Linked DNA regions of Sus scrofa: all the other regions are linked to region 4. A link is a contact called in public Hi-C, HiChIP or PLAC-seq and promoter capture Hi-C data. All regions are on one chromosome and are shown on one strand. Each heading gives the region's core, a stretch centred on a gene start, on an enhancer-like site or on the middle of the called end of the contact. The rest is flanking DNA. Distances are from core to core; before and after follow the strand shown. Region 1 holds the start of GNAS (GNAS complex locus). Region 2 holds the start of VAPB (VAMP associated protein B and C). Region 3 overlaps APCDD1L (protein APCDD1-like). Region 4 holds the start of STX16 (syntaxin 16).

The links. Promoter capture Hi-C pulls out the DNA fragments that hold promoters and counts their contacts. Hi-C and Micro-C count contacts between places; a contact is called where the count stands out from the background. HiChIP or PLAC-seq counts read pairs in DNA pulled down with a chosen protein or histone mark.
Region 1: a contact with region 4 is called in a Hi-C map of skeletal muscle, with 11 times the contacts expected there. The contact joins the promoter of GNAS here to the promoter of STX16 in region 4. A contact is called at or near these places in 2 of 5 promoter capture datasets (fetal liver and liver), 18 of 47 Hi-C or Micro-C datasets (brain, embryonic fibroblasts, epiblast stem cells and 11 more) and 2 of 2 datasets of contacts at active chromatin or transcription factors (alveolar macrophages and skeletal muscle).
Region 2: a contact with region 4 is called in a promoter capture Hi-C map of fetal liver, with 2.6 times the contacts expected there. The contact joins the promoter of VAPB here to the promoter of STX16 in region 4. A contact is called at or near these places in 2 of 5 promoter capture datasets (fetal liver and liver) and 1 of 47 Hi-C or Micro-C datasets (liver).
Region 3: an H3K27ac HiChIP or PLAC-seq map of skeletal muscle shows a contact between it and region 4, with 4 times the contacts expected there. The contact joins the enhancer-like site here to the promoter of STX16 in region 4. A contact is called at or near these places in 2 of 5 promoter capture datasets (fetal liver and liver), 8 of 47 Hi-C or Micro-C datasets (embryonic fibroblasts, fetal liver, fibroblasts and 2 more) and 1 of 2 datasets of contacts at active chromatin or transcription factors (skeletal muscle).

Annotation. Positions count from the first base shown.
Region 1 is chr17:58,983,979-58,987,896 of Sscrofa11.1, reverse strand. It overlaps GNAS (GNAS complex locus), which reads right to left and starts at 2,317. Exons shown (of 13, transcript NM_001130215.2): 1 at 1,098-2,317. The coding sequence starts at 1,892. The coding sequence ends at 1,140.
Region 2 is chr17:58,593,003-58,597,443 of Sscrofa11.1, reverse strand. It overlaps VAPB (VAMP associated protein B and C), which reads right to left and starts at 2,695. Exons shown (of 6, transcript NM_001123213.1): 1 at 2,301-2,695. The coding sequence starts at 2,358.
Region 3 is chr17:58,660,184-58,664,127 of Sscrofa11.1, reverse strand. It overlaps APCDD1L (protein APCDD1-like), which reads left to right. Exons shown (of 4, transcript XM_021077840.1): 4 at 3,716-3,944. Among named protein-coding and RNA genes, the nearest start is that of APCDD1L, 49 kb to the left of the region's middle. Within about 2 kb of position 1,342, at least 9 of the 83 cell types and tissues checked have an H3K27ac peak or open chromatin away from gene starts, as enhancers often do. A contact at or near this core is called in skeletal muscle, where this site is marked.
Region 4 is chr17:58,838,030-58,842,117 of Sscrofa11.1, reverse strand. It overlaps STX16 (syntaxin 16), which reads right to left and starts at 1,777. Exons shown (of 8, transcript NM_001123199.1): 1 at 1,240-1,777. The coding sequence starts at 1,320.

The DNA of each region.
Region 1 (3,918 bases), core at 1,068-3,567, 150 kb before region 4:
TAGGGCTTCCCTGAAGATAGACGCGACTCCCTCTCCATCCCGTTCCTTGTTCCGCTTTACCTTTCCGCTAGCAATCACCTCGCTGACCTCTTAGCCCCTCTCTCACATCCTCAGGCTCTCGCGCAAACAGCCCGGGACCCTCTCCGGACAAGCTGCACTCAGCCCCGCCGCCAGACCAGCTGCGCCAAAAGGTTGGCGATGCCCCGACGGGACCAAGTCCGCGCTGCCGACCCCGGTAGCCCGTTGGGCACCTCCCAAGACTCCGGTACCTCCTCTGCTTGCCTTCCAAGCACGGGTGACTCACGGAGAGCCGCCGGCCGGCTCGGAGAGGTTCGCTCTGGGGCGCGCGGGCAGGTGCGCACGGCTCTTTGCCACGGTCTCTGGCCCGGCGAGCGCCCGGAAACAGGCGGTGGCGGCCAAGACTGGCTCACAGCCGCGGGGGACACTGGCGCCGAGGTCCCGCGGCCCCAAATTGGCAGCCACTGGACCTGGGCTCCAGGCTCCGGGCGTCCTAAGCCCTTGCGCGCGCGCCTTTCCCCGGAGCCAGCGGTCTCCGGAGTTCTCGCCCAATGCCAATCTGGTTACTTTTCTCGCATTGCAACAGTGTCGCTGCAGCGCGGCGGCTCTCACTTTCGGAAAGTTGGTGCGGGCACCTCCGAACCACGTTTCTGGCACCCGCCAAGGCCAACTGGTTTGAAACCAATTTCTCTAGGAGGGAAGAAAGGGAAGAAAGTGCGTAAAACGAGTGACTTACCCTTGTCTTTTGGGCGTGCAGCTCGAAACCTGGGGCGCACCCGGGGTCCAGTCGCGCGTCTTGGACACCAGCTCGGAGACCTCAGGCTGTCTCCAGCGGGGCGCAAGGAGCGCGCCCCGCGGTCCGACAAGCCTTGGGCCACCTGGGCGCCTGCCGGCGCCCTGGGGGAGATTTGGGGAGCCCTTCCCAACTCACCCCGGCCCCCAGCCTCCCGGGCTGGCTAGCTGAGCCCACTCTCTTCCCACCTTCCTTCCAACCTGCCTTTCCTTCTCCCTCCCTCCTTCCCGCCGTTCCCGCTCCCGCACCGACCCCAGACTCCCCAGTTTAGCCGTGGGCAACCAACCTGGGTCAAAGAAAACAAGGAGAATCTGGGGCGCGTCCTCCATTAGTGACGCCGGATGGGGATGGGTCCCCTCTTGGAAGGGGACTCCGGGGACGGGTCGCGGCGGGTGGGCTTCTTTGGCTTGCAGCGGCGCTGCTGCTTCTTCTCCTCTGCCTTTGGCTCCTCAGACTCTTCGGGGCCCCTCGGATCCTTGTCCTCGGGCTCAGGCTTGGGCTCCTCCCCTTCCCGGGGGCTCTCAGACTCCTGAGTGCTGGGCTGCGCACGACTCGGGGAGGCGTCGGGGCTCTGCAACCTCAGAGCGTTGAGACGCTCGGTGAGAGATTGGGCGAAGCTGGGGCGCTTGGGCAGCACGGGGCCACGCTCGTCCTCGGGCTCGGTCTCGGGCTCGGTCTCGGGCTCAGTGGTGGGGGCGGTCTCAGGCTCGGTCTCGGAGTCGGTCTCGGACTCGATTTCGGACTCGGTCTCGGTCTCAGACTCGTAGTCGAACTCTTCCTCGTACTCTAGGCACTCGGGGAGGGAGAGTTCGAGGTCTGCCTCCTCCTGCTCCTGGTCGGATTCAGGGGGCTGGGGGAATACCGGGGCGGCGGAGCGATGATGGGCGTTAAGGAAGCTCCGGCGCTGGGCAGCCGCGCGCTGCTGGGCGCGGGCGCTGGAGGTGGCAAGGGCGCGGAGGAGCGCGATGGAGCAGGAGAGCCAGAGGAGCGCGGTGGCTGCCCGGCGGCCTATGGGTGGGCACAGATCGCTGTAAGTGTGGCGAGCTCGGCGCCCCTGCTGAGCTCGGGACCTGCGATCCATTCTCACGCACACACGGCGAAGCCGACCCACCCTCTGGCTCTGCAGAGAGCAGCTCCGAAGCGCGTCGGCTGCTGGAGCCGACAAAGGTGCTCCTTGCGAGGTAAGAAGCCGGGTCCGGAGGTCCCAGCCCCACCTCGGCGGGAGGAGAAAAAAAGGAAGCCCCTACCTTCCTAACCTCTCAACTTTCTAAAGCTCCGCGCCTCTGCTGGCCTCTGAGCAAAAAGGAGGGATGGGAGAAGGGAAGAAAAAGTCAGTCTCCTCCGGGGCTCCTCTCTCTCAGTCTTAGACTCCGCAGCCTAAGACTCAGGAGAGGTGCCTCCGCTGGTCCTCTCGCCTGGGAGAGGAAAGAGGAGACTGAGGCGAGGAGTGTCGGGCGGAGAGGTTCTGCAAAGTTGCGCGCCCGGACTTCAGCCGGGCATGTGCAGTAAGGAGGCGGGGGCGTCTCCCGCGAGCTGCGCGGCGGCGCCGAGGCTGAGGCGCAGACTCTCGTGGGCCGGCAGGTGGCAGGAGGGAACCTTGTATGAGAGGATCTGGGCCGTGCGAGGGGCGGGGGGCCTGGCAGGGGCCAAGGAGCTCAGGAGCGCGTGAGCTAGCCACAGGTTAGAGTACTTGCGCAGCTGGGCCGGGGTTCTCCGTGGGCTCCAGACCCCTCCCCAGCTTCTCCTGGGTTCTTGATGAAATGATCCAAGCCCAAAGCGGCAAAAAAGCAGATGGCGCAACTGCAGATATTCAGGAGGAACGAGCGTCTGTATTAAAGATGCGGTTCCGGGCTTTTTCCAAGGGCTTAATAGTTTAAAGATGGTAACCCCAGGCAATCGTTAATCGTGAAACCACCTTTGGCAGATCTGGTATAGTGACTGTAACCTGAGAAGGTTCCGGAAAAAACCACCCCCCCCCCCGCCCCCGGCGGTCCCAAGCGGCTCATTGCCTCAGGGGTAAAAAGCGCCTTCCTTTAGAAGGGGCCCTACGGAGGTGGGTGGTGACCCCCAAACCCATTGGTGGACCACCTGGAGCTCTAGCCGGGAACTCGTGCTGAAGGACTCAGCTAGCTAGAACCGCTAGTTAAGGGGAGTCTTTCTGTGGGTGCACGCAATTTTCCGCCCCTTGGGGGCGCTCCAGGGTGATCCGCTATCAAGGAGACCTCGCTGTCGGCTCAAAGCTCTTTCCATAAAGATTTTCAGCGAGTTTAGTTCGTTCAACAAATATTGAGTACCTAGGACATGCCAAGCTCTGTTCTAAGTGCCAGAGGTAGAGTGGGAAGAAGAGAAAGGAGAGGCTATTTAGGATGTATGTGCGATTAATGAGAGCATGAAACCCGTCTCCCTCCTTACCCACCATGGCCGTTAATCCCGCCTGCATTCTACGGGAGAATATTATTGGATCGACCTGGGCATTAGGGTTAGGGGACAGCTAGGCACCCCCAGATCACGTGTTGAACCCCTAAGGAAGCTGGTAACCTCTTTCTCAGCCCTGGACAAGCAAGTGAGCTCTGTGTCCTGCAGGGGGGATCCCTGGAGGGTCCGTGTGCAGGAAAGGATGGAGCTCAGGCAGTGTGGGGATTCCAGCTGTTCTGGGTCGTGCATGCTCTCCTGGTTAAAATGCGGCGTGTCCCTTTTGGTGACAAGTCCCCAGGTGAAACCATCTTCCTGGAATCCATGGAGGTATCAACGAGGCTTCACAGGTGGGACAGGTAGGTTTGGGTTTTCTTGTCTGTTGATTCAAGGTGGGGGCACTTGGAGAAGCATGATGTTTTACCGTTCTGCGTTCCCTTCTGGGGTGGGCCCCCAGGCGTCCCTTCCTGGGGCTGCTTCCTGGTGCCCAACGCATCCTGCACCCACAGCTGTTCCTCAGCATGGCGGGACTCGCCCGCAGGCCTTTCAGCACCAGGCCTGCCTTAAAGCTGTCAAGCCCAGAGTTAAGACCTTATTAAGGTTCTCGCAGCTGTTTTTGATGGGCTGAGGTTTTGTTTCTGTGTCCTGGCCGTGGATGGTCTGGAATGTTCCTGACCTGGCTTCTTGGCTGTGTC
Region 2 (4,441 bases), core at 1,446-3,945, 250 kb after region 4:
TCCTGGACCACCTCCCTAGCAAAAATATCCAGGGGCTTTGGCCAGCCCTGGGCCAGAGAGATCACTCTTCTCCACCACACTGTTCATGTAAAGAAGCTGAAAGGATGACACCAGCTGACCAAATACTCCTCTGGAGAGTGAAGCGGCCAGCCCAAGGTCAAACATCTTCAAGTGAAAGAACTGGGACAAAACCTTTAATAGTCCCCAATTAGTGCCTCTTTCTATACATCACTGTAGGAAGTCTACATGCTGGGGGTGGGATTAAGGTTACCCGGGATCAAAAAACTGGCTGAGAAGACAACATAATTTGAACGTGGACACTGGCTGCCTCTGGCAGAGGCCACAGAAGACCTGACTCCTGTCCACAAGCCAGCCTGGTCTCCTACTTGGCCTCGTGACCTCCAGCAAGTGCTCATTGCTGCTGTCATTCAGAACTACCATCCCAAAGGAGCCCCATTACTCAGCCTCTGTGCCACTGTACATGCAGTTCCCTCTGCTGCCACGCTCCCTGCCCATGGCCTGCTTCCCTTCCACCTTCACACACAGCTCGAATGACACATCTTTCTGGAGCTGACTCCTCCCGGCTCCCGGAGCACTCTGAATTCCCTCAGACCCTCGCCCGTCCTGGCTGATTCTGCAGGACCTAAGGGGGCGTGGAGAGGCACACCTGTGATGTGACTCGCCTCCTCGTACCTGACACCTGGAGCAGCACACGTCTACGGACTAAATGAAGGAATGTGCTGCTGCCCAGGAGCGGCGAAGCCAGGCTTGCGGGGTAGAGAACGTCGGACACCTCACGTGCAAACCATCCCCTTCATGGTCAGCACCATCCGGGGATTCCACTCCCAGCCCGGACCCTGGAGGAGCAGGCCAGCGGGACAGCACGCAAACTCCAGTTCTCTCGCGGAATTATAATCCATCCACCTTAGGTCTTTGAGGGGGTCTGTTTTGGTTTTAACTGGACACCCTTCAGCTGTTTATACATTTAGGGTCACTTCAGACTGTTAACCTGGGAGGCAATGTAAAGCCACAGGACTGGAACAGCTCCCAGAGGTGGGACAGCAGAACTGCTAAGGAGGGTGAGCTCTGAAGTCTGAGCTCAAATGTGTGCTAACTGGGTTAAGTTTGGGTAAGTTACCCTAGGCTACTTCCTGCCAGTATAATTTAAAGTGGGGTGCATGTGGCCAGAATGCAGTGCGACTCCACAAACATCTACTGAGCGCCTACAGTAAGCCAAGTGCTGGCAATACAGCAGGGCCCTGGGCGTCCAGTCTAAGCAGATGCTCGTCAGGGCCGGCTGGTTTCAGGTCCTTCGCGGCACGTGCCACTCCCTGAACCAGGCTTGCGCGCTCGTGTGTCCCCCTCACTAGAAGGTACGCAGCATGAGATCGGGGAACTTGTCCCTCTGGCTCATTCCTCCCCCTCCAGTGCCAAGCTTACGTTACTCAAGGCACTTGAAAAGATGGCACTGGGTAAGTCAGATGAGGTCCCAGACAAGAGACTCCTGGCACTTTCATTTTGGTGGAGAAGACGGGGCGGTAAGACGGAAAATAAAGACAGACGTTACAAGGGGCTCTGGCTTGCCACAAACACGCGTGGCCCCCTGGGCTTCCTCTGGGAAGATAAAAGATCTCGCCGCCCTGCGAGGCCCCCCTCGCTGCACAGACGTGAGCCGCGGGCATGAGGACGGCAGGGCAAGGAAGGCTGGGCCACGTCCCGCCAGAACGTGTGCGGAGGCTCCTGCCACTCTTTTGTTCAACGGGTATTTATTAGGCCCCTAGGACGTGCGGGGCAGGAAGCGGAGACGTGACACGGTCCTGTCCTCATGGAGTTTCCCTTCTAGTGTACCAGCAGGGTAAACAAGCGCGGAAACGGTCCTTCCAGGTCGTGGCAAGAGCCGACCTGCCCACGAACACATGCGACGGGGACCGGCTGCAGGCGTCCTCCCTGGGCAGGTGACAGCTGACCTATGCCCCGAGCAGGCGAAAAACCTTCTCGGCGAAGGCGCCCACACCAGGGCGGAGGCCGCACACTGGACAGGAACAGTTACACTGGCAACTGTGCGAGTGTCTCGAGGGCGAGGCGCAGGGAGGCTGTGGAGGAGCAGGCCCTGGACTCCCGCGCACGGACGCCTGGCGGCCCGGGGGCGCGGGGCGGGCGCGCCGTCGGGGGGGAGCGGGCGGGGGCCGCGGGCCGGGGGCCGACGTCACGGCCGCGCCGCCAGGCCCTCCGGAGCGCGGGAGGGGGTGCGGGGCGGCGGGCCCGGCCCGCGGCCGAAGATGGCGGGCCTCCGGGCTTACCTCGGAATTTGAGCTCGTGCTGCGGCTCGAGGCTCAGGACCTGCTCCACCTTCGCCATGTTCCTCGGCAGCGGGGCACCTCAGGCGGGGAGACCCCTGAGAGGTCACCTGGGGCGAGAAGCGTTAAGGCTGCGCCCCCTTTAAATTTGGAAAAGGGGGGGCCGGCCGGGGCGCGGGCGGGGGTCGCCGACGGGGTGCGCGCGGGGGGCGGCCTACGCGGTGCAGGCGCAGGGGCGGAGGGCGAGGGCGAGGCCGCGGTGCCCGGCGAGCGCACGGCACGCACGCACGCAGCGACGCACGCAGCGACGCACGCACGCACGCACGCACGCACGCAGCAGGCTGGCCTGCTCGGCCCGGGCGCGCGCTCGGGCTGTGGGGAGCTGAGCGCGCGCGGAGCCCCTGCCGGGCAGTGCGCAAGCGCAGCGCTGGCCGTGGGGGCGGGGCTGCCGGGCGGCAGGGGGCGGGGCGCCGCGCAGTCCCGGGGAGGGGCGGGTCCGGGACGCCGGGAGTCTTGGGCCGTCGCGGGGGAGACTATTTACTGAACGTCCTTGGGGGCCTGGCTTTGTGTTAAGTGCTTTACTCAATAATAATAATTAATAAGAATGAACTTCCACTTTCCCTTGTTTGTGCGGTGCCAGGCACTTAGAGACTGAATAATGATGAAAACACTATTTATTCTTATTATAAACATAATGTTTATTGGTGAATGATGTGTGCTAGGCACTGTGACGTATGGTAAACAATAAATATAAATTTAGTAAGGTACCAATTACTGCTTGCTTATTTTGTGCCACTCTGCTGAGCGCTTTGGATAACAGCAGCATCAATTGTATTAAATAAAATCTACTCTACGTGAAATGTTTACTAACAAATACGGTGCTGAATCCTGTGCTACTAAATGCAACAAATATTTAGAAACACCAGAAGCAGAAATGTTGACCTGGTTTCTACCCTCTCCCTAGAGCCGGTAGGAGGGACAACCTGTGAATAAATAACCGCACAAAAAAGTTCATTAAAAATTACTGAGAACCCAGATCTTCTTGGCCTCAAATGTGAACACTCTGCTTCACTATTGACATTTAAATTTTATTCCATTTATAATGTTCACGACATGAAATATGTTATTAATAGTCCCCTTTAATATATATGTATAGACGAAACACAGCAAAGAGCTAATACTGACTCTACATAGCAGGCATATGTGGTTTCTTTGCACTATTCTTCCCATTTTTCAGTACGCTTGGAATTCTTCATAATAAAAGGTTTTTTTAAAGATAATCTTTGTCTTTTAACTAGAGCATTTGGTGCATTTATACTTATTATATTTACGATCTATCTGGATTTATTTCTACCATCTTATTTGCCCCTTCTATTTGCCATGCCTGCTTTTTTTTTTTTTTTTTTCCTCTCCTTTCATGCTCCTTGGGTGCTGATGTTTTTTCTCATTCCGCTTTTCTTCCTCTTTCATACTCTGTTTCTGTTGTTTTAGTGATTACTCTTCACCTTACTACCTGAAAATAAAAGCACTTAGGGGTACTATAATGACCCATATACTAAATAATATGCCTTAATTGTAGTATATTTTCAGTTTAATCTTTTCCTTTTTCACCTCAGTGAGTCATTACTAAATTGCTGTATACAGTCAGTGTTAATTTAGACTCAATCACACTGTTACCAATTTCTTTGCTCATCTTCTTGCTTCTCAGAACTTAAAACTAGGATCACTTTCCTTGTCCCTTAAGTACAACCTTTAAATTCTATTTCAGTGAGGGTTTGTTGGAGCAAATGCCCTTGGTTTTTGTTCACCTGAAAATGACTTTAGGAGTTCCTGTCGTGGTTCAGTGGTTAAGGAATCCGACTAAGAACCATGAGGTTACAGGTTCGATCCCTGGCCTCGCTCAGTGGGTTAAGGATCCCGCATTGCCGTGAGCTGTGGTGTAGGTCAGCAGCTACAGCTCTGATTGGACCCCTAGCCTGGGAACCTCCATCTGCCGTGGGTGAGGCCCTAGAAAAGACAAAAACCAAAAAACAAACTTTATATTTCCCTTGTTTTGAGAGGTATTTTGCCTGGTTTCCTAGAGGGACAATCATTTACTCTCAGCACTGAGAAGATGCCACCACTGATTTCCAGCTCCCACTGTT
Region 3 (3,944 bases), core at 93-2,592, 180 kb after region 4:
TGCGAATGTGAATTGCTTTACTCTCCCTAGTTTCAAAGTAGCGACGTGTGTCAACAATACTTACCTACATGTGAATAGATATGCGTCAAGGTATATATTACGATATAGATATTGTAGATATTATATCTACATATAAAAGACGTGAGATCAGCCACAAAGCAGAAGGTTCCAGAGAAGCTACTGGGGTTTGTCGCCGCTCTTCACAGTGAGAAGAAACTTTCACCTTCGGATAGAGATTAGTCAAGGTGAAGTCGAGGTTAGGACCCCAGGTTAAGGATGCCTGTAAGGGACGCGCAAGGAACGGTTTTCAAAAGGGAGAATGAATGAATGGAGGACGGAGGAGTTCAGCATGTATTAAGTACCTGCTGTATATGAGACCCTCAAGGAATTAAACCAGCCTAGGGCAAATCTCACCCGAGAGCAGCCGCTTATCGAAGCACCCCCAGTGTGTGTGGCGGGGGTGGGGGGGGGCACTAGGTTTGAGCCCATCTGCTCTCTCTCCTTCTCCCACTGCCCTCCTCCCAACCCAGGATCTGGGCAGCAGAGAAGCAGCACGGCAAGACATTCTCATCAGAAAATCAGCCCGAGTTCTTTCAGTGACCTCGAAACAATTCCCTCTTGGCTGCCAATCCCTAGGCTGGTCTGATGTTCATTCTCACGGCAGAGAAGGCGCTGGCGGTGGGGTGATCCCTGGCACCCACTACCTCATTAGGAGGGCACCCTGCTCTGACGGTGACAAGGTCATGTCTCCCCAGGGAAGGACTCTGGGGCCACGGCCTCCTGCTGTCTGAGCAGCCAGGGCGGCCGGGACAACCGGCAGTGCAGTCGCCAAGCAGGACACACAGAAATGTGAGCCTGGACCGGCGGGGCCACGTGTACGGATGTTAAATTAAATGTCCGCTCACCAACTGCCCCTCCTCCGAAAAAAAGAAAAAGGACAATAATTTCAACGGAGGCAGCGCTGCAGATGACCCCCCAGTAAGGGCTCAGTCACTGCCTCATGCTCTCGGGGCCCAAGCCTTGCCCACAATCCGAACCAGATGGTAAAAACATGAGCGTTGTTGGAAGTTAATTTAAAACCAATTTGATCCCCAAATTCACTGCCTGGACATAGACTCCTCATCAATCAGCCAACACTCGACCAAAATCATCTAAGGCTGGTGTCACCTCTGGGGGTTAATTAGAAACGGTTATGTGCTGTTTGAGAAACAACTTTATGTAACAGGCTTGAACCAGCAAGGGCTTGGCTTGCGCACAAGTGTGAATTCTGCTGGCCGGGGCCTTGTTTAGGAACACGTGCAGCTCTGGACCCGTGCTCGAATGAGGCCTGGAAGCTTTTCTCAGAGAGGCGGGTCCTTCATCCCTCCCAAAGCATCGGAGAAGGAAATGCTTGTTTCTCTTCCCTCTCTCGCCTTAACATGTGGCCAGCTCTCCATTTGTTTTCCACCAGGCAGCAAACTGCCGGCCCCAGGTCCCCGGCCAGCACCCCTGAGGTCCTTCTGTCCGCAGAAGGCACCTCCTTTGAGGAAGAAAGGCAGCCCCGAGATTATTTTGCTGTGATGCATCATGGCCTGTCAATACGCATTAGCGTGACGACAGTTGGAACGTGGGTTAAAATGCCTAAATTAGAGAAGACTCTTATCAGCCAGCATTCCCATTACTGGCACTCCAGCTAACCATGCCGATTTCTTGCCTCTTCCCATCACAAACATTTCTGTAGCCATTTATTCGCATTTATTTGCAAGCGCCTTCGAGCTCTCTGGGTCAGAGTCCCCCAAACCAAAAAATAATTTCATTTTCTATGGTATGGAAATCAGGACGACTTAGGTGCATCATAGAGATAAGAGCTTTTAGTGTAGCAATACAAAATAGAAAGAAGAAGGAAAAAACTGTTCTCAGTCATCCAATATTTTCTTTCTAAACCAGAACTCCCAAACGCCCCTTGTTTGGCATGAAACTCATCCATCAGCAATCTGTGGAAATCTTTTGTTTTTTGCAAGAAAAAAAATCAGAGCTGTTTTTTTTTGTTGTTTTTTTTTTTCCCCCAGCTGGGCCCTCACGATGCTTCTCCCCCTGCCTGTCCTGTGTGCATCCCTGGCCCCCAATTTCCTTCTGGAATGGCAGAACCTGGGCTGCTTGCTTTGACAAGTGGCTGTTCCAGGATATTTATCTTTCAGAATGATGCTCTGAACTAAATTCTGGGCAGCGTCTCCCTTAAAAAAAAAAAAAAAGAAAAAAAGAAAAAAAGAGAGAGGAAAAAAAAAAAAAAAGCCAAGATGTGTGTATCTGGTTTCTTTTTGGCCTGGACTGAGCTTTTTCACTCCAAAATGCAGACCGACTGCTCCCACGCAATTTGGTTTAGCATCTGCTTCCTGTTGACGTGTTTTGCTGTAAACCTAGCTCATGAGAATTTATAAGGCAGTGGCACCTGTAAATAAGGCCAAAGCGAGAGGAAAACAAGACCACAGCCGGGGCAAGTGAGGACGTGGCCGCACCTGACACGGCAGCGCGGGCTGGGTTCCCGACTTTAAATAACACACGAGTGAACATCTCTGTGCAGAATCTCTCTGCAGCTTTTTCCAGCGGCTCCTCAGCACAGACCCTGAGCCCAGGGTTCCCAAGGCGTGAGAAGTGTCGTGGCTCTTCACCCCGGTTCCACATCCACTTGCAGGAGTGGAGGGGGTGACGCGTGCCCTCCCAGGTGAAATTCTTTCTTTCTTTCTTAGGGCTACACCCGCAGCATATGGAGGTTCCCGGGCTAGGGGTCGAATCAGAGCTACAGCTGCCGGCCACAGCCACAGCCACGCCAGATCCGAGCCACATCTGCGACCTACACCACGGCTCACGGCAACGCTGGATCCTTTAACCCACTGCGCAAGGCCAGGGATCGAACCTGCATCCTCATGGATATGAGTCAGGTTCTTCTCCCCTGAGCCACAACGGGACCTCCCCAAGGCGCAATTTCTGAAGACAAAAGCCTCTCTTGTTGACCCACCGTGGAGACGCAGGCCGATGTGGGCAGAGGGAGGCTTTTGACCCCGGGGGTCAGTGGTTTCGGCTCGAGTCTGCCATGTCCAGAGTGGAGAGCCTGGCGGGCTCCGTTTCAGCCTCAGCTTCTCAGTGCCCGAGGAGTGCCCAGCCCAGCCCCCGTCCTTGGGAAGCACTTGGGGGGGTGGGCTGGGGGTGGGGGCGTTAACGGCACGCAAGGAGAAAGACAGAAAATGTCCGTGGTGCAGCTTCAGGACCAAGCAGGCCGGGCGGGGAACGGGCAGCATCATTCAACTCCCAGGAGACACGTTTGGTCTCTCCTCCCTTCACCCGGCACACCTGCTGCAACCTGGCCCTGGAGATGGGCAGCCCCAGAGGGACGGGCAGTTGGGCTTTCTGGAGCTTTCTATCCCATGTTGGCCCGGGGGCGGGGGGGGGACGGGCAAAGATAGCGGGATGCCGGAAGGTCAGGAAAAGCCTCGCTAAGGCCCGGCTCTGAGGGGCCACGTGGCCCCTAGGAAGGAGATGGCCAGGTGACGTGGGGGTAGGGGGAGGTGGCTGCAGGGAGAGGCAGGTGCAGAGGCTGGAGGATGGAGCCGACTGAGGCCCAGGAAGAGTCAAGTGGCCACTGGGGCTGGAGGCAGGAGTGAAGGAAGTGACGGTGCCCGGGGGGGCTGTAGGCCACCTGTCCACCTCGGGCAGTCACCCCCTCTCTTTGTCTCGCCAGCACCACGCTCGGCCCTGCCCGGCCTGCAGCCTCATCGCCCGCTCCGACGAGCACCACCCGCCCGTGCTGCCCCCCCAGGTGGCCCTGCCCCTGCGCCTGGGGGGCCGGTGGGTCAGCCCCGGGTGCGAGGTGCGCCCCGCCGTGCTCTTCCTCACCAGGCTCTTCACCTTCCACGGGCACAACCGCTCCTGGGAAGGGTATTACCACCACTTCTCTGACCCCACCTGCC
Region 4 (4,088 bases), core at 528-3,027:
TGAAGCATTTAGATCAAGTCATAAAGAAAAAAACGAAAAGGGGAAAACAGTCCCTAAGAGGTGAAACAAGGGTGAGGTCCCCCAAACTGAGTGTGTCCAGTATAACCCCCAAGAATACGGTCTCAGCCAGACTCCACTGGCTCTTTCTCCAATGCGCTTCTTTTCAGACTCAGCCTGGCTCCAGCAAGGAGCCCACGACAGACTATAGTTTCAGGTCTTCCTTCACCTTCCAATTCAAGACAGCACAGAGCCCACCAAGGCCCTCTCCCCGAGCCCACCCCCTCTCACCCCCTTATTCAACAGAGCAGGAAACTGAGGTTCAGAAAAGGGAAAGTAACCCTCAGCCAAAACAAACAAACCCCCACAACAGTCATCTTCCCAGGCCCTCCCCAGTAAAAGATTCTACTGCTGGGCTAAGGAAAGGTTCAGGTGAATTAAATAGAAAACCCTGTGCTATTGGGGCGGGGGGTTTAATTTTCACATACACGCCCTGGTTTTTTTGTTTGTCTTTTTGTTTTTAAAGTTCGCATGGAGGGGAACGCTTAATTTCCTGTCTGGGAATGGTAAACGAGGAAGCTAGCACCTTACAGCCTCACAAAAAGAGCCCCCAGGAAAAAAACAGGGAAGCAATTATTCACAGGGAACACGGCCACCCAGAGGGCTGCGAGGCCATTAAAAGAAAACAGGGGGGGAAAAAAAAAATAATAAAACACCAGCTCCTTCCTCGTTTGGGGGAGGGTATGGTTCATTTGCAAGGATTTAGGTCTGAGATCCTGCATCTCGACCCTGAGAACCAAAGCGAGGCTCAGGATGCGGGGGCGGAGGGGGGGGCGGCTAAAACAAAATGAAACAAAAAAGGCCCAAAGCTTCCAAATCTTAGCGCTAAAACATATGTAAATTGGAGGCGGCCGGTCGTGCAGTGACGGCTGGGGGGGGGAAGGGGGAGGAATTGGAAGGGATGCGGAAGTGAGAGAGGGCAAGGCAGAGGTGGAACGGGGGCCTCAAACTGTTGTTTTTTTTTTTCCCCCATCCAGGGTTATCGCTGCTCTCGGACCTTTGCCAAGAGACCTTGCACTTCCGTGCTAGACTTATCTTCTTTTTTAAACAGAGAGACAGACAGAGACAGACAGACAGGCAGAGCCGCAGTGCACACGGGGCGTGTGTCGGAGAGGCCGCCAAGAGACTCACCGCAGCAATGCTACGTGAATGCAGAGGGCTGGAGGTGGTGTGACTACTCACTTGCTCGGCTAACAGCTGCCGGGTTTGGATGGAATTATTCCGCAACAACAAGAAAGCGTCGGTTAAACGCCTGGTGGCCATGGCTCACCCTTTGTGATTCCCCTCTCAGGGGCCCCCACCCACTTCAAGTCCAGGTTTATTCACTTTCTTTCTTGCAGCTTGGCCTAGTCGGGCCCCCCCCTCCACAGAAGCTTCTCTTGACAAAGCCTCAGGCCTTTAGCCAAGCAGGTGCTGCTTCGAGCTTCCTCTGAGCGCAAAGACCCCTCCCCAAATAACCGCCCAGGCTTTCCAATTGTCTGAGTCCCCCTCCCCACGACCTGCTTCGATCTCTAAGCACTTAAATCCCCCCAATCCTTGCGTTGCTAGCCAACTTCCCAGAGACCCCCTCCCCAATCCGACCTCGGATCTACAAGCGTCTAACTCGCCAATCCGGCTCTGGACTGGGAGGCTCTGAAGCCCCCTACCACATTAGTCTCTGACACCCTTTAGGGCCCTGGTTCCCTCTGGTTCCCTCGCTCTAGCAGGGCTCACACGCGTCTGGGCCGTGCCCTGAGGCCTGCCTCTGGCTCAGTTCCCCCAGCAGAGGCCGGGGAGGCCTGGTTTAGGCCCCCTTTGGCCAACCCGAGGCCAGGCCTGGGCCCTGGGCTGCTGCTGCTCCCCACTGGGGCCTTGTCGGAGCCTGCTAGGGCCGGGGCCCGACCTCCTGACCCCTTCCCTTTGTGGGCAGCCCGCTTCTCCACTGCCACAGCAGGCTGCCGGCCTCCAGGAGGGCAGCAGGGCCTGCCCCCACGGCCTCCTCACTCCTCTTCTCCGGCTCCCTCCATCCCCGGATCTGCCTGCTGCTCAGCCCCGGGCCGTTTCCGTGCTACGGTCCCGGGTTCTGGCGTTCCCCCTGGCCCTCTTCCTGTCCGTCTCTCGCGAGTGCCCCCCTGCGACGTTCACAAGCCTTGCTCGCAACGTTCCGGGCGCGGGAGATCCCTACCCCTCTGCCCCGGGGCACGGGCGCGCTCCGCCCTCTCCCGGGGTGCTCCCGGGACCGCTCGGTTTCCCCTTCCCTAACTGGGCCTAGGCACCGGGAGCGGGCCTGCGGGCAGGCCTGAGCCTCGAGAGCGTGGCCCCCACGTTGCAGACAAGTGCCAGGGGCCTTGGCGCGCTTATTAGAGTGGAGTCGAGCGGCAGGCAAATTTGGGCTCCAGCAGCGCCGAAGTTTCGAGACGCGCGCGGAGTTGGGGAGGGAGAGGAAAAGTTGGAGACGACTGCCTCTGGAGGCCGAGCACGCTCCACTGCAGGCGGCGGCTCGCGCTCGCTTTTTTTTTTTTTTTTTCTCCAATTCTGAAAAAAAAAGATGTATCAGAAAAACAACCAGGAGGGGGGGTAAAAAAAAAATGCCAAAGCTACAGCTAGAGCTCCAGGCCGCCTGGGCCGCGCCGCTGCTGGCAGCCGGGGGGGTCGTGGGGGGCGCCCGCCCTCCCCGGCTGCAGCTTTCTGTAGGGGGCACTGCAGGGTTGTAGAATCTCAAGTGGAAAAGTTCCCCGAAACTTCGACAGCCCCCCGCCCCCAACAACTTTTCCCTACCCCCTGGGCCCGCGTGCCAAGCCTGGCCCCGCGCCCCCGGCGCCCCCGGCTCGTTTTCCCGCAGTCGGATCGGGTCCGGGAGACCCCCCACGACCCCGACACTCTGTTGGGTGTCCGGATAGGCGGGATTCGGGAGGGGGCTCCGCTTGAGCGCGTTGGGATCCAGCTACCCGAGCCCGAACGCGGCGGGCAGCGGCCCTGCGGTCACCCCGCAAGGGAGGCCAGAGTCCTGCGGGGTGTCTGGCCCCGGGGCCACGCCACGAGCCGCCCAAGGCCACCCCACCGGTGGCAGGAGGTTACCCTATGGGCGCCCCCGAGCCGAAGCCCAAGCCAGAAGCGGCCTGGGCTGGGCGCGCGGGCCTGAGCGGGTCGGGATCGCGGAACGGCCTCGCCTTCCCCGGGCTCGGGGCTCCGGCAGGACGGGTTTCCCCTACCCCGGCGAGCCGAGACCACCGCGGGGCTGCCGGGCAACGCTCGCGAACCGGGTCTTAACAAAGGAAAATCGCCCTGCAACCCGGGAACGGCCCCCATCCCCGCATTTGTTCCTGCATTAAACAAACTTTACACACACGTGTGTATTTCCCGAGTGTTTCCCGCGTACTAAGAGCCGGGCTTGCAGAAAGAAAGCAAGCAAAACGGGAAACAAAAGCCGGTGTCGGCGCTCACAAAGGGCGCCCGCCCGGGCGGCGCGGAAAGCCGCGCGCGGCTGTCAGCCGTACCCGCGGGGCGCCAGGCGGGGTCCCGCCGGGGCTCCGCCGGATAGCTGGCGACCCAGTGTATATACACATATATCATTTTTTGTCCCCAAAGGAGAATGTTTCTGTGCATCCGTCGTGTAACTAAAAATCAGTGTGAAGCATATCTTCGGGAGGGAAATATCGAAATGCATAAAATAAAGGAAACGGGAGAACCGGAGAGCAGGGCTGGCGCGTTCGTTTCGAGGAAGGGGCCGTGGTTTCCAGAGCCCGGGCGGTGGGAGAAGGAGATGAGCGGGGAAGGGGCGCTCGTTCGCGGACTTCCGCGGGCGGTGGACGATGCTCGGGCGAGACAAAACCTCGCAGCCGTCTCGCCGCCGCGTGTCACCGCGGACAGCGAGCTGCCTGCCTCGCCGAGCGGGAGGCTGCAGCTGGATGAAGACGCTGCTCTTAAGGCAGAGACCCTCATGGAGGGAAAACGTGGGGAGCCTGTGTGCGGACCCCCAGCTGAGCTCGGCACCCCGGGAAATATTTGCCGAAAGCGGGCGAGTCCTGTCCCCACCCCGTGAGCGGTCTCCC